2 separate regions of the Capra hircus genome follow, and region 2 is linked to region 1. The links are chromatin contacts, called in public Hi-C maps. All regions are on one chromosome and are shown on one strand. Each heading gives the region's core, a stretch centred on a gene start, on an enhancer-like site or on the middle of the called end of the contact. The rest is flanking DNA. Distances are from core to core; before and after follow the strand shown. Region 1 has its middle 62 kb from the start of PTPN20. Region 2 holds the start of GDF2 (growth/differentiation factor 2).

Evidence for each region. A called contact is a pair of places that touch in the nucleus more often than the background predicts.
Region 2: a Hi-C map of liver shows a contact between it and region 1, with 4 times the contacts expected there. The contact joins the promoter of GDF2 here to the enhancer-like site in region 1. A contact is called at or near these places in 2 of 5 Hi-C or Micro-C datasets (blood and liver).

Annotation. Positions count from the first base shown.
Region 1 is chr28:3,268,434-3,271,047 of ARS1.2, forward strand. No RefSeq gene overlaps it. Among named protein-coding and RNA genes, the nearest start is that of PTPN20, 62 kb to the left of the region's middle. Within about 2 kb of position 1,303, at least 1 of the 5 cell types and tissues checked has an H3K27ac peak or open chromatin away from gene starts, as enhancers often do.
Region 2 is chr28:3,480,889-3,483,502 of ARS1.2, forward strand. GDF2 (growth/differentiation factor 2) reads left to right here and starts at 1,320. Exons shown (of 2, transcript XM_005699334.3): 1 at 1,320-1,792. The coding sequence starts at 1,447.

The sequences.
Region 1 (2,614 bases), core at 53-2,552:
ACCCAAGGCCAATTTGACCCCACCCATCTCTGACTGCAGCCTTTGTGCCACAAACCCCACCCCACCCTCCACACACTCATACCACACACTTATCACAATACTGCATGTACACATATGTACACACATTCAGAGGTACACAAACCACACACACACACACACACACACACACTCTTACCAAACCACATACATGTACATGTACACACTCACACTCACACCCCATTGTCAGGAGGAGGCTGAGCACAAGGTAGGGTTAGCAATGGGCATTGAGAACTGGGGTTCTGTTGTCACTTAGAAAATCATCTTGGGACCAAAAATAGAATGCTGGGCCAAGCACAAATAAAAATATTAATTTCAGAAGGAAGTTACAGGCTCCGTAGCAACATTCTACAAAATGCAGTAGTTTGTGGATCTCAGAGGAGCGGGCATCCGCTCAGGGCCTGGGGTTTGGAGCCCCTCCCTGGACGGGTGGGCTTGGGCAGGTCGTCCTTTCTGTGCGATGGTGACACCTACGTCACGGCCTGAAGCCTGGCAGCGCCAGGCCCGTAGCGAGTGTGACCTCACCCCATTTCCCTTTCAGACAGTTTGGCTGTCCCCACAAGTCCCAGAATCAGTTTTGGGACAGAAAAAGGAAGCATTGTTTTACAGCTGCTGATGGCCAGGCCCAAGGCGAGACCCAGCAGCGGGGAGGCTGGGAAACATCTGTGTGTGGGTGCAGGTGTGGGTAAGGGCTGTGGTAAGTGTTCGCTGTGGTGTATGTGTGCCTGTCACGCGTGAGAGAGGTGGGATAGGAGGGCGCAACAGGACGCCCACCCCGTAAAACTGCGCACTGATTCGCGGCGTCAGCTACATCCAGTAGGTGGCGCTGTTTGCCCGCGCAGCCGCAGGTCAGCCCCGGCGCCGGGCGAGCCCTGACTGCTGCGCGTCAGATCTGCGCTCCCAGCTGCGCTCCCAGGCAGAAGTCTGTGGCCAACACATGAGCCTCATCTGGAAATTGCTGCCACCAGACCCACCCGAATTCTATTTGAGGATGGGCTTAACATTCCACTTCCCAGCGCTGCACTTGTTAATTTCTGGGAGGAAGGAAGCCTTCATTTGCACCGTGAAAGCACTTTTCATGCAATACTGACTTGGATCTTCACAAATAACCTGTCCAGTGAGGACACTGAGGTTTAGAGGTTCAGCAACCGCCCAGGGCCACACAGCCGGGAGGAGAAGGAAACCTGGAGTGCCTTCATTCCTTGCTATGGGCCCACCTTGGTCCTGCCCTGGGCTCAGTGGAGGGGGCTGTGCTGGGGGCAGGGCAGGGAAGTTGTGGGTGCATCAGGGGTCGCGGACCAAGAGAAGACTGAGGCCAGATGGTGGAGGGGCTTGTGTAATCAGGGCTTTGCTCGTCCTCTGTCTGCTGGGGTGGGGGTGACTGTAGGGCTTGGGAGCCCAGAGCAGAATGAGCGGACATTGATGGCCTCTTTCTTGAAGGGGAAGAAGCCATGGGCATGGCCTGGGGTTGCCCAGCTTGTTCCTGCAGCTGCTAGTTCCTGCCATGTGGGCTGCCCTTCGAGCCCCTGACACAGTTCTGAAGTCCTGAGTCTAGCCAGGCAGGACCCTTTCCAGTGGGACATGGGCAGACTGGGCTCAGAGGCCATGGAGCTGGGAAGGAGCTTTTGGGGAGTTTGGGGGGGGGGCTGGGGCAGGGGGAGAGGCAGGCTGATCCCTCTGCGTTTCTGAAGACTCTGGAGTCCCCTAGTCAGGGAATCCAGGCTTCCCCTCAGTTGCCTGAGATGACCAAAGGTGGCTGGATGGGGAGGTGACCAAGACCCAGCCCGGGCCTGAGCAAGCACCACTGGGGGAGGGGGAGGGGACACCTGATCTGCACCCACCTCTGAGCCAGGTGTGCAGGGCACGCTGCCCGGCTAACTCCTGCGAGAGACCTGATGACGAAGCCACCTTACCCCAGGAAGGGACAGCATAGGAAGGGCGGGGAGGGGGCCACCCAGGCTCCCTCGGCCAACAGAAGATCACGTGCTGCTCTGGGGGCTCAGGCCTCCATGTGAGGGTCTCTGTTCCCCTGGCCCTGTCCACCCAGGCTCAGCATCCCTTTTCCTCATCCTCGGCCTGGCTGCAAGGAAGCTGCCGCTGCCACCCTTCCTTTCCCACTTCTGTGTCCCCAGGGCCTGTCACAGAGGCTCATACTGGATACCCGGACGGCCCTCTGCCTGCGCACCCCCGACAGTGTTAGTCCAGCTATGCCTGGCTTTCTGACTGAAACACTGCCATCCCTTCCCTCTCTTCCCCACCGCTCTGCCTGAACGGGGGGACGTTTCCCTAGTTGGTGATCCCTCTAGGATCACGTCTCTCAGGCTTCAGCTGCCCAGTTCCACTCACGAGAGCTTCAGTGGGAACCTGCTCTGAAGCCATGCTCCGTGTTCCCACAAGGAATGGTCCCCACGCAGCAGGAAAGAGGCCTTTCTGCACTTGCAGCACCTCTGTTCCCGGGGCTGCTTGCCACTTAGAATCTAAAGTGGGGGTGCCTTAGCGCGTCTCTCCAGGCCCCGAAGGCCCAGGCCCTCTGGCCCCTGCCTGCCTCTGCAGCCTGCGCCCTGCCCCAGCATCCCAG
Region 2 (2,614 bases), core at 70-2,569, 210 kb after region 1:
GGATGCACACCCGGGATCTCTGACCCTGCCTGCCCTGGCCCCTTGTTCATCTTCCTGAATCTGCTTAGCTCACTGCACCCCTCACCCCCAGAAGCCTCACCAGCTTGGAAAAACCTCACATTTAAATCCTCCTCACAGTAGACTCCCAGAATATTTTATGCTTATTCTTTGCTATGGTCAAACCCACATGCAATGGAAATGGACAGATCTAAGTGTGGGGCTGCCATTCTTAAAATAACACAGACCCTGAAGCCTAGCAGGGCTCAACTGGGCCACGGTTTCTCAGCTTCTTCAGGTAGGGGAAACGTCTCCTGGACATGCCCTGGACTCAGTGCTTCCCTGCTCCATTGCCTCCCAGATTACATGGTTCTCCTGACAAGTGTGGCCCAGGCAACCACCCGGATGAATCAAGACCTCACCATCACCCCCAGACCACTGACAGAGCTGTACTTGGGTGCCAGGGCCAGGAGGCCTTGCTGTGTAGGTGATATTTCTAGAGAGCAGGCCAGGCAGGTGCAGGGCCTCTGGGGATTCCTCCCAAGCTCCCATTCAGTCAGACCCAGGGTAGAGAAGCTGTAGCCAGAAAGCAACCACCCAGCCGACTGGGGCTTGCGGTGACTGCCATGATGGTCAGCACTTACTACCTTAAGTCCTCACTGCCCTCTTCTGAAGTGGAGGCCCAGAAAGGTGAAACGACTTGCTCCAGGTCATGCATGCAAGAACAGCTGAGCGAGCTGGGATTTGAACCCACATCTGGTCTGACTCCAAAGTCTCTACCACCTCACTAAATTATATGTGCCACCTTTACCCACAACATGTAAGACTCAGGAATTCACTTGACAAATGGGAAATCGAGGCACCGAGTACTTGAGCCACAGGTGCACACTCCAGTTCCACAGGAACCAGGCTTCTCACCAACCCCCCATCCCCACCCCAGCGGCCAGCCCAGGGGCTTCTGGGAGTCTTGTGCTGTCGCTTCCATTTTTGGAGGACTTTTGGGTCTTCTTTCTTTCCTGGATTCTTTGCTTCGGTGGCCCAGGAGATGGAGCATATGTCACCCTGCCTCAAGATTCTTCTGAGAGCTGACAAGGAAATGAGAGAGGATCCATCCTAATTAGGGGGCGATAACCCCAAGGAGAAACTCGGATTCTTTGCAGCAGTCCGTGTCCTTCCCACTAGCCCTGTGTGTTTCTCAGATGTTTACAGAGCCTTCATTAACAGAGAGCCCCCTTAGATAAGAGGCCTGAACAGCATCGAGGGCCAGATAAGAACAAGTGGAGGGCACTTCGGGGACAGCAGAAGGGTGAGAGCCTGTGAACTGGCCCGGGTGCGCCGTACAGAGCTGTGGGCAGGACAATGCAGGCCGGCTCCTTCCGGCCTCCTCCCGGCACCCGCTAACACACCGCGGCCGCCGCAGTCTCCAGACCAGGGCGAGAGCCTCCCAAGATGGGCCGTGGGGCGCTCCGGATGGCTCTGCCTGTGCTCTCCCTGCTGGCCTGCTCCGCCCTAGGGAAGCCACTGGGGAACCGGGGGCGGCCGTCCACTGGGGGAGATGCCCACCGCCTGCTAGGGGGGCCCGGCGGTGAGCAGGAGGGGGTCACCTTCGACCTGAGGATGTTCCTGGAGAACATGAAGGTGGATTTTCTGCGCAACCTCAACCTGAGTGGGGTCCCTTCTCAGGACAGAACACGAGCCGAGCCACCGCAGTACATGATCGATCTATACAACAGATACACCACCGACAAGACGTCCACCCCTGCCTCAAACATTGTGCGCAGCTTCAGCGTGGAAGGTAGAGTCGGCTCCATGGGGCGCCCCGGGCGGGGGCAGGGGGACTCAGTGGTGGGTTCAAGGCCGCGCTGCCCGATATGGCGGCCACTTGAGACACGGGACTCTTCGTTTCAATTTAGGTTAATTTAAATGCAATAAAGTTAATAATTTAGTTAGTTTCAGTAGCTTGGGGGCAAGTGCTCAGCAATCACGCCTAGCTACCCTATAGGAAATGGAGACTATAGAACAATTCCATCATTGCATAACGTTCTACCAGACGTCTCTGCTCTAGAAAATTCTTCCTCTCTGGGCCCAGCACCACATTAACACAGTAGGTGCTGAAGGAATGCCTGCTCGCTTTCTTCCATCCCTTCTCTTCCCCTCCCTTCCCATCCTGTCTCCTTCCTACTTAGACACAGACAACTTATTTAGCCTCTGACTAACAGGCGTCTTTTTAAACACTGAAAGACTGCATTTCTCACTCATCAAAAGGTGTTTAAAATTCAGATAAATTCCTCTGAGAAACGCTGGAAGACAAGGTAATTATTTTCTAAGTATAAAATAATTTCCCTGATTTAGTAGGACTAGAAGATAACGAATGTCAACTTAGGGCTTATGTCCTCTAATTCACACCACGTAGGTGACATGATCTTGTGAGCAGTGAGCCAAGGCTTGCAGACCCTGAGGGAACTTGCCTGGTTCACATGTTAGTTAAGCAGCTGGATTCTGACCCAGTCCCATCTGTTTGCACAGCTCAGGCTTTTTCCGCAGTTGCAGCCTCTAACCAACCAGGCACACAGGACTTCTTCCCTCCTGAGCTTGAGGCCTGCAGACTCCTAGCCAT